2 separate regions of the Sus scrofa genome follow, and region 1 is linked to region 2. The links are chromatin contacts, called in public HiChIP or PLAC-seq maps. All regions are on one chromosome and are shown on one strand. The core of a region is the stretch at or near the end of the contact, and the rest is flanking DNA. Distances in the headings are between cores, read along the strand shown.

The links. HiChIP or PLAC-seq counts read pairs in DNA pulled down with a chosen protein or histone mark.
Region 1: an H3K27ac HiChIP or PLAC-seq map of alveolar macrophages shows a contact between it and region 2. The contact joins two enhancer-like sites. A contact is called at or near these places in 7 of 47 Hi-C or Micro-C datasets (embryonic fibroblasts, liver, mesenteric adipose tissue and 4 more) and 1 of 2 datasets of contacts at active chromatin or transcription factors (alveolar macrophages).

Annotation. Positions count from the first base shown.
Region 1 is chr5:56,471,050-56,476,712 of Sscrofa11.1, reverse strand. No RefSeq gene overlaps it. Among named protein-coding and RNA genes, the nearest start is that of SLC15A5, 130 kb to the right of the region's middle. Within about 2 kb of position 2,457, at least 1 of the 83 cell types and tissues checked has an H3K27ac peak or open chromatin away from gene starts, as enhancers often do. A contact at or near this core is called in alveolar macrophages, where this site is marked.
Region 2 is chr5:56,247,494-56,253,098 of Sscrofa11.1, reverse strand. No RefSeq gene overlaps it. Among named protein-coding and RNA genes, the nearest start is that of MGST1, 33 kb to the left of the region's middle. Within about 2 kb of position 2,643, at least 1 of the 83 cell types and tissues checked has an H3K27ac peak or open chromatin away from gene starts, as enhancers often do. A contact at or near this core is called in alveolar macrophages, where this site is marked.

The sequences.
Region 1 (5,663 bases), core at 1,208-3,707, 220 kb before region 2:
CCTAGTCATCCAGAACTCTCAGGGATATGCTGCCTCTCTCTTTTTTCTTTTTTGGTCACAACCATGGCATACGGAAATTCCCAGGCGGGGAGTTGAATCCAGGCTAGAGCTGTGACCTATGCCATGGTTTCAGCAATGCCAGATCCTTAGCCTACTACTTCATGCCAAGGATCAAACTGGCGCCTCCACAGAGACAAGCTGGATCATTAACCCACTGCACCACAGTAGGAACACCAATGCTGCCTCTTTTTAATCTACCTGTGCAATATCAAATTAAGAGTCAGTTACACCACCATCCAGTAGAGGAGGGCTTTTAAGGGAGAACTGGAGCATGACATACAAGGTTTCTAATCACTGTACCTAATTGCAAAGAGGAGTGGAGAATTTTTCCTGAGTATCTGAACTATACAATCAAGTACAGATAATCAGCTATGAATTCCCCATTGTTTTAGCAGTGTGTTCTCTGAGGCTACCACACTTTCCCCAGGAGGACATAGATGACTGTGATAAATCCAATGTGTATGAACAAAAGAGCATATGACACAGTGGGAAAGAAAGGAGATAACACTCTAAGAAAGTAGCTGTAAGAATTCCTAAGTCAGGAAGAAGTGGGAGAAATTTGAGAGACTAAATGGAGTAGAATGAAATAAAAAGAAAGCCCAAATAAACACAGAATGGTGGCAGGCACAGGTGGAGGAACAGGACTAAAAAGCAGGTACAGGGATCACATCTCTAACCAACTGGGGCAATTTCCAACCTGAACTTCATTAGAAGCTTCTTCATTCCATGGGGACAAATTCTGCTTCTACATATAATTAACCCCACATTGGTTGATTGCTGGACTAGCAAGGTATACTCAGAGTAGTATTCCTTACTGTGTGGGAGTAAAGATTCTAGAAGGAAGGCAGTTTGTTGGGAGTTAATGTGGAAAGTGAAAAGTGTTCTTGCTCTTCTAAGGTCAGGGAATTCATTCATTTTTCTTTACTTTCACACTTCTTTGGCATTTCCTAGGTCTTGGGGCAAAAACACTTTTTCACAGTTCTGAACTGGACCAGCAACCTTGTTCTTTCATGGTACTTACTCTTTGGCTAAAGAGAAAGACAAGAAACACACAAGTAATCAAGGCAGTAGCAGGTAATAGCATCCACTATGAAGAAACTATAGCAGCATGGTGGAATAGAGTATCCATTTTCTTGCATGCAGTGAATTGTTAGACATTTTCATCTTTCCTCCCTTCTCTCTTGCTATCCCTTTTCTTCCTCCTTTTTTATCCTTCACACATTTTGTTAAGCCTGTATTATGTGTCAGCATATCTGTTTCATATTTTTATACTCCCCAACCCTCACCCAAGATAAAAGTATAGTGTTTTGCACCTAGTATACACTCTGAAAGTTGCTGGAAATATTTGGTTGTTCACAAACTTAGATTCTAGTAAATGAAGAACGTAAGATATCAAAGGCAGGAAAGACAAAAATTAAGCATAATTAACACAGAAACAGGATAAAATTAGATGACAGTGAGCCTTATTGGCACAAATAATGACTCTATCAATATGGCATTTGAAATAGCAGGACGGCATCATTTATCTCACTTTTGTGTCTCATCTGTCTTATGAATTCGGAGAAGACAAGGCATTTTGCCAAATTTAGAAGCAAATCAAATTTTACGTATTAAGAGTTTCTACAGAAACTTGTGTATGTCTGTATTTGAACTCTGATTGCTGGCAAGATAAAAATTTCCTAGTTAAAAGAAAATCAGTTCTTCAGACAATGAGGGAGGGAGAAGAGAGAGTCAGAGAAAGGGAAAAGAGAAACCCAATGTGTGGAGTTAATTGTGAAGAATTAGAATCAGATGGTCTGATGTCTTAAGAGGTAGAAGGGAAAACAAAGGGAAAACAGCGGCAATGGGCAGAATGCAATTTGGAGGTCACTGCCTTTGATCACAGAGCCCTTGTCTGTTGGGTGACTAACAACTTTAGGCTGATTTCCCCTGGTAAAGAAGCTTTGGGTGACATAAGCCATACATTTTTCCTCTTAATTTTCCTGTAATAGCGAATTATCTTTTTCAAGCAGTGTGGAAATGGAGGAAGGCACATGAATGCAGGTGCTAGCCCTCTCTTCCCACCTCATATGTAAATATTATAATAGGATTTACCTGACTTAAGCAGTACCCAGAATTCATTTTGATTCCTACCCCTGTTCACAAAGGCTCTATAGGCTTGTAGAAAAGATCAGCATTAAGCAGAAAAAACCCCTCTAACACTTTTAGGAAGTGTGGATTTACCATAACATACAAACCAATCTGAAATCCATGTAAGAAAGTTATGGGGTCTTAGGGTAGCAGATCCATAATTGACGTAGGCAGATGTTGCAATCGGTATTATCTTGCATTTCAACACTTTTGCGTAAGTTCCCTCAACCTTAGGCATGTAGACATGTATTCATGGAAGAACCCACATGACTCTTTATTTTTAGGAAGTTACATAAAATATTTATGTCTCTTTGTTCTCCTAAGCAATTACTTTTCCTAAGGAAAAAATAAATATGAAATGTGATTACATGTTGACCTTGGAACAAATAACTGGCAATTAACTCATTCACGTCCAGATGTCTTCGTTCTCAGTTACAGTTGGGATGTATTGTAAACTATTACTTTTGAACCTTTCAGAGTGGAAATCCACCATATCAATGGTGGCAGGCAAGTCAAAACACAATGTAGATTTCGTATCAATCAGAATGTCAAATGATCTCATTAGAGTTTCAGGTCTATATGTGGGTGCATTTCAAATACTCTGCTTTTCCTGCATGAAAGTTTAGCAAAGATTAAGTCATTTACCAGCGACAGTTGGCAGAGGCAGCTGAGTGGAAGCTTTGATGAAATGTGTCAATCATTTTCCAGCAACTCTGCCTTTGACAGTCGGCTATCAGGAGTAACCGCTGTCACTGAGCTACCGTCGATGTGGCTGGAATTCTTTTGACAGAATATTCCTTCTCTACATTTTTGCCTTTAACTTGTTTATGAGCCCTTTACTTCTATTATTGTTTTTACCACTAAAGTTAACTTTCTGAACATCATAGCTTAGCATTCTTTCTTGAAAAAAAGAATTGGGGGCAGTAATGAATTGAAGGGATGAGCTTTAGAATTTGCATGAAGGAAAAAAAAAGTTTGTATGAAGAAACAGTACCTAAGTAGTACATAATTAAACAGTGAAATATCATCTGCTATCCTATTATTTGTGATATTTCGTTCCCAATTTTACTTAAAATTAACTACCTAGTCTTATTTAGCTAAAGTCTGAGAGTCAAATAATGTTTCTGGTCTTGTCCCTCTCATAGGTCTGAAGCTAATCCAGTGTCCGGTGGTGATGGTCCACAGCATAAACTCTTTTAATATCTGCCTGTGACATATTTATGTAAAGCAGATAAATCTTGGCCTTCCAAGGGTCTCTGTAGCAAATCACTCTAGGAACTCTTCCAACTATTTCAGATATCTACTGAGCTTCCAAAATACTGCTACTCCTCTTTCTCTGAGGAATTGGTAGTGATCAGAGTCCATCAAAACCTGCAGTCTCTGAACATGTGTACACAAATATCACATAAAATGATAAGCAAATTTAACACAGAAAAAAAATGAATTGGAAGCAAGGACCATCTGTTATTAAAGCAGCGATTTTACCCAATCTTTAAATGTTTTTCTTAAACGAAAAGAAGCTACTTTAGGTTCATCTTATATAAAAAATCAGCACCAGATCCGTGATTTCTATTTGAATGTGCCTCATGGAATTCTTAGCCATACCACACTATTTTTAGTTAATAATTCTGTAACTTAGTAGAGTGGCCTTTTTAATGAAATGTATCAGCCTGGGCATTATTACCATAAGCTGGGAGCAGAGGACCTTCATTTTCAAAACTATCCTCCCAAATTAGCTTACGTGTGTTTTAAAAATTGAACATTCATTTTAGGATTTTCCATGTTTATTTAGTAGGTTTGTGAGAAGGCGAATATTAAGGAAACTGAACCCAACAGTAGAAGTGTTGTTAAATATTTTCTAAATATAAAAGGATTTTATTTGGGGTTAATTTTGAAAGGAGAATATTTTACTTTACAAAATGACAGTTGTATTTTGAGTTCCTGAAAACTTTTAGTAGGTGAATTATCAAGTGGTGTTGATTTGAGGGGGAAAAAGACATGTCAACAGATAATTACAATAAAATGTGATAAGTGCTATTACAAGGATTTGAGCCAAGTCTTCTGAGAGGGCTCCTCCCCTTCCATATGGGAATTTTGGCAGTGACAGAATCAGGGTGTGGGTGAATTTGCTGAAGTGATTGCAGTCAGGTCAGAGGATTAAAGAACTCTTGAAGTAGGGACTTAAAACAGCCTTTCTCCTGATGGTATATTGAATGTGAAGGAAATAATGTTAAATAGGATAAAAAAGGCATTATTAAAATTATCTAAGAACTTACTCTGGCATTCTAATTGAAATTAAAATTCCACCTAAAATTGAATGCAGTGATAATGCTTAAAGTTTATGTAGAGCTTTGTGCTTTACAGAGTAATTTCTCATTGTGTTAAATTTGCTTAAAAAGTAATTTAATTTTTAATATATTCATTCTATACCATTCTTCAGTAAATATGCTCTGTGCCAGCCACTGTGTCAGGAGGTGATTATTTAAGGACTAAGACACTGGTCCTGTGTTTACAGGATTGTATTCTTGCTAGACTGTGAACATCTCTGAGGGCTAAGGTATTCTTAGCATATAGGTACTCTCTAAATGTTTACCAAATGAATAAACCCATGCATGTTTTGATCAAGGTGGCATATACGAGATTCTTTAGCCAAATAGAAGTTTGGAAATAGTAAACTCATAGAAGACCTGATTTTTTTTTTATTTTTTTATTTTTATTTTTTAGCTTGTATGTGCTAGTATGAAACTGGAAAATTCACTTAACCTTCTTCAGGTTCAATTTCCTCACTGTGGGATAAAATAATCTCTCTTTTATAAAGTTTTCCATGAGGATGGATGTGAAAGTGCTTTCTAATCTAAAGGGCTATTTAGATATTAATCATCACTACAAATAAGATTTCAATATTCTACATTACAGAGCAACATTGAAAGGGAAGTGGTTCTATCAGATGTAAAGCAATGTAGCCTTTCCAGAATGGATAAATCAAGAGTGCTAGTCACATTTCAGCAGGATGCCAGGTACCCTGGGAGGAATTACATCAATGATTGGGATCAGAGGTCAAGGCAGAAGTCTCTGTATAGATGAGCAGACTAAAGGGGACTGGAGGTGTTGTGACTTGGGGGTAATGCAGATCTCAATGAATTGTAACTGAAGGTACAGGGTTTGAAGTCTGACTAGCAATAAGGCAAGCTTGCTCCAAGGTCAATGAGTGGTTCTAGCTGTCACCACTCAGGCATCTGAATTTTAGTTCTGGTATTCTGACAATATTTGGAACTCCACTGAATGGGAGCTAAAGAACTGGATGGGTAAAGAGGTATCATGAATGTTGCTAAAAACATGTGAAGACAAAATTGCTTGAACTGAGGTGGGGTTCATAGGCTGGATGACAGGGATCACAATTTTATGATAGCATTACTACCACCACCATCACCAATAACTGTATGTTGACAGTCTACCAAGCATTCTACATCATT
Region 2 (5,605 bases), core at 1,394-3,893:
CCAATCTCCCACGCCTGCCCACTTTATGATATTGTTATAAGGTTCAATTCAGACACATATGAAGCATCTTATAAATTCTAAGACATTATGAAATGAAAACAGCATTCATTCCGACATGTCATAATTTTATCAGATTAGTGGTAATCTGTTATATACTCAGTATGATGGGAATAGTTATAACTACATAAAAAAGGCCATACTGGGTATGTGAACTTGGCCTTCTCCCTCTCATTTGCAGTGTGCTGCTTTAGGGAGACAGATGGGACAAGGAACAAATATTTGGATAGCCTTATCGCCTCTCTAATCAAGTTGATTCCCAAATTGTGCCCAGTCTGTTCTCTTGAAATTTTCATCTGCGCCCTGCTCCCAACCAAGTGTTTCACCAAAATTAATCAAGTTCTGATTATTACTGTATTGAAGGTAGAGCAGACAGTATGACTGGAAAATTTTTGTGTTAGTATTTGCCAAAATAATTGCATATTATCTTTCTATGGGTTGAATTAGTCATGAAAATAAGAGCTGTGCTAAATCCTTGTCTGATCCACTGCATCTATAATTTGATAGCTAATGGAGTGCACTTTACTTTTTCTTTACAACTCATCTTTCATGACAATAGAAGGTCGAGAACCAAGAATTGGCCCTAAGGATAGCTTTCCACTAACTCAAACACACAGGCAATTCACCTCCTCTTCACATTTCAAATTAAAAAGTTAAATTAGAAAAATATTTGAAATATTCTCGGACTCCAAAAATTTTATTTGTTTTGGAGGCAGGTGTTGTAGGCTCCTCCTTTTTCTGGTGATAAAATATGAAGAGCAAGATGTGGAAATAATTACAGTAGAAAACTTGTAGCCTCTATTGAAGAAATCAAAGTTAAATGTGCATGTTAAGTAGCATTTTGTGATTTCATGTCTGAGGATAATAATCTTTAATTTTCTCTGAATCACCAATGTAATGCCATCAAAACCAAATGATCATTTGTTAATTTTCAGAAATAAACAAATGCATTGAGTTATCCCCACTCTAAGATTTCCTTCTATGAAATTTTCTTTTGACATTGAGCATGCTATCACTTCAGAAGATCAGTCACTAGCAGCAGCAATTGTGCAACAAGCAAATAGGATGCCCAGAGCAAGTAAAATAGGGTTTCTTGGTCTTTTTCATCCTGAGTACCCAGAATCTTGAGTCTCAGAGTTAGTTATATTCTACTTAGTCCATATGTCTACACTTAAGATAGATATCTTGTGTATTTAACTTATTGTTTCATGAAAGAACTATTTACTGTGGGCCTCCTATGTGCCAGGTTATACTTCAATGAGTAGACAAATGGGGACTTTGCCTTCCAATGGGGATTCCTCCTTTTTTTTCTCTCTCTCTCTTTTTTTTAGGGCCGTACCTGCGGCATATGGAAGTACCCAGGCTAGGGGTTGAATCAGAGCTGCACCTGCTGGCCTATGCCACAGCCACAGCAATGCAGGATCTGAACTGTGTCTGTAGCCTACACCACAGCTCAGGGCAACACTGGATCCTTAACCCACTGGGCAAGTCCAGGGATCGAACACACATCTTCATGGATACTAGTCATGTTCTTAACCCACTGAGCTGCAAAGGGAACTTCCCCAAAGGGGATTCTTTAGTTTAGCAGTTGTAAAGAAAGCAAAAGGAATTGTTGAACTGGTTGAACCTATACTATCATGAGAATTTTCTATGTCAGTGGCCAGTCCACTACTGCCTGTGGGCCAAATTTGGCCTCCTACTTGTTTTAGTTTGGCCTACGAGCTAAAAAATGTTTTCTTTCTAATGGACATTTGCAATAAATTTGATGTCTTAACTCCATTTAAGCAAAACACTATGCTTTGAATAAAATTCCATTCTTCTCACTAGTATACCTGAATTACAAAAACAAAATTGTTCTCCATTATTATTTTTTGAATTTCATCAATAAAAAAATGTGGAGGAATTCCTGTTGTGGCTTAGCAGGTTAGAAACCCAACATAGTGTCTGTGAGGATGCAGGTTCGATCCGTGTATTCGATCCCTGGCTTCACTCAGTGGCTTAAGAATCCAGAGTTGCCACAAGCTGCAGCATAGGTTGCAGATGACACTGGGATCTCATGTCGCTTTGGCTGTGGCATAGGCTCTAAGCCTGGAAACTTCCATATCCACATGCGTGGCCTTAAAAAAAAAATTAAAAAATTAAAAACGTGGAAATTTGTTTTCTCATTTGCTGTATAGGTTCCCACATAACATACCTAATTTTGCCTCTTAGCTCACAAAGTCCGATATTTACTGTCTGGCTTTTTACAGAAAAAGTTTGCCAAAGCTTGATCTCTACAATTGAATACAAAGAACATGAATGAATACAGAAATATTTCTAGTTCTTTTTCACTAAATAACTGGTGCCAGAATTTAATCAAAGTGACTGAGAAAACAACTTTATTTCAACATGGATTCTCTTATATTTAAATTATTGTCTATTTTTTGTTCTAAAATATTATGTCTTATGTGGTATGGTATATGCTAGAATATGTGATAATCTTTTAAGCATTTGCTCAATTGTTAAATGATTGAGATATTAGGGGGTTTTTGTTCATTTTTGTTTCATTTTTGCTACGCCCACAGCATATGGAACTTCCTGGGCCAGGGATCAAACTTGCACAACAGCAGTGACCAGAGCCACTGCAGTGACAACACCAGATCCTTAACCCATTGTGCCACAGGAGAACTCCCAAGATATTGTTAATTTGACCTCTATGAAAACACACTTCTTACCAGCATGTTTTGAATCTGTGTGTCTTCTCCCTGGTAGCTGAATTTTCTCCCTCAGATCAGTCCTCTTGATCTTACTGTAATAGATATTGAAGTTTGAAAGCTCTTTTGGCTGGAAAAAGTCTCTTTTTGCTTCGAGTAGACATATAGAAATCATGACACTTCCAATGTAATGCTATTACATCACTCACTTCTCAGAAATGGTAGTTAAAACCGTTAATGTTTAATCACTTCATAGCAAATGCCAAGAAGTTTACACTAACAAGGAGCCAAATGAGACTGAATGGAAAACTCAGAAACATCCGATGAGATCTAATTTAACATCTTTGTTTTTTCCTGGAATATTTATGCTCATGGTAGTGATTTTATATCGCATATATATGATAGAGTCACAGCTATTGCTTTAGAATTGCTCTTAGTTTCTTTGATGGATTTAAATTTATTACCTTTTATGGAGAAATAGTATACTGTTCCACTAGGAAAATTGTGACTTCTCATTGCTCTGCCTCGCAAATGAATTTTAATTTTACTAATTCAAAAATCTCCCCAAACCCTTTACCAGAACAAAAACCAATAACCATTATGTTTAGAATTCTGAATTAGCATTTTAAAATATATTTCAAAAGATGAAATAGAAAAACTACCTAGATTTCCATTTTTAGGAGTCTATTCCAAAGGTATACCAGTCAAAAATATAAAGGTACTTGTGAACAAAGCTGTTAATTGAAGCTCCATTTGCAGTAGCAAAATATTGCAAATAATTCAAATACTCACCAAAATGGAATGGTTGAATAAACTGTGATGTATTTGCACAATGGATTATTTTGCAGGTATAAAAAAGAATGAGAAAAATTTCTAAGTTACTATGAAATATCTCCAGGATATAAGAAGGTGTGTGTGTGTGTGTGTGATTATATTTTTAAAATTCATTAAAAGACAACCATAAAATTTAAAAGCACAGTTAACTATATGGGAAGGTAGCAATAGACTGGAAAATCATTCTTTTTTGTCTCTTTAGATAGCTTATTTCAAGATGCAACTTTGGAAATATAAACATTTTACATAATAAAAAAGAAAATTAAACACAAAATGCAATTCCTAAATATTGAAATTAAAAAAAAAAAACCTCAAAGTATCCTGTTGATGTATACCAGGCTTGCCCAGTTTCTCAAGAGAAATTATCCCAAGTGGTTATAAAGCATAGCTGTTTTTATCGTACATCTTTAATGGGACAAGATAGGTTTAAAAAAAGAAAGAATAAAACCTCTTTTTGGTAATGATATAATTGTTTAATTGGTCGAGTGTTTATATTATTCTTAGACCATTGTGATGTAGCATGGATAAAGCAAATGAATAATAATATTGGTATCATTGAAACAGGGGTTTGGGGCATGGAAGAAAAGAGAAACAGATATGAAATCCACTAGGTTACATTAAAAACCCTGTACTCCTGAATTTGAATTGGAGGTATTAGTTTGAAGTTATGATGTGTTTTATCTAAAACAAAACAAAGAACTCTTGCTTATCAGTACCTACATGAATTACTGTTGCCTGTTGAACTAATACTTCAACAATATTTTGTCCTCTATAGAGGAAGATTAAATATAAGCTGAGTTCTATCAGTGGATGCTTGTGATTAGCTTTTTTTATATATACATAGTAAAACTTTAGATGATTTTCCAAGTCTGGATTTCTCCTTTAAAGTTTTTGTTAAAACATAGTCATATGGGGCCAATGTCTTAATATAACAGACTCTGTGTTTGTCTGTACATATATAATGGAGATAATGTTTTTGAAATATGTTCACAAATAATACAATATCTCCCTTAAACCACACTTTTTGCCATTAGTGCATGCTTTGAGAATTTATCATGCCAGGGAAAGGGACAGTAAGCGCTTTCTAGAAAAATAAAGACTTAGAAGTAGGAAAAGGGCAGGTATGCCAGGCGAATTCCTCACTGAAGAAGGACAGGAAGCAGAAATGCTTCTGGTACAAAAGCAAAAGGTTTCAGAGAGAATGGATCTAGGATTGGGATGATACTGTGATGCCCTGTGGGGCCCATCATGAAAGGCTAGAAGCTCCAGTGAAGCCTACACTCTATGGAGTTGATTTATTAGTGCTTCTCTCCCACCCCCCAAAAAAGATGTGTGCAAGTTCTAACTCCTGGAACCAATAAATGTGACCTAATGTTGACAAAGAGTTTTTGCAGAGGTAACTAAAGATCTCTAGATGAGATTATGCTGGATTAGGATGGTCTCGAAATCCAATGACAAATCCTTATAAGAGATGAGAAGGGAAAACAGACACAGACAGAGAAGAAGGTAATGAAAAAACAGAGGTGGACATGGAGTGCTGAAGCCCCATGCCCATGCCTAGGAATTCCCAGGCTTGCTCACAGCTGTCAGAAGCCATGAGAAGGGCATAGGCCAGCTTTTCCCTGTGGACCACTTGATTTTAGAGTCTGGCCTCCAGAGCTGGAAGACGATCAATCCTCTGTTGCTTTAAGCCACCAAATTCATGATCATTTACTTCTGCAGCCCTAGGAAAAAAACACACCCTGCTTCTCACAGGAAACTGTGGGAAGAGGGCATCTTACAGGATGCTCCCATGCAACATGACAGGCTGGAAGAGTAGAAATATCAGTGTTATGTGTTTTGGAAGAGAGAGGTCCAGAAATAAGAGCTCTGAGTCTCTGTTGCCTCACTTTCACAGATTGTTTCCTGGAGTTCTGACATGTTCATGGTGGAAAAGCTGAGGAACCAGTGGACCCATCAAGAGATCCCTGTTGTTGGAGTTCCTGTTGTAGCTCAGTGGGTTAAGGATCAATACAGTGTCC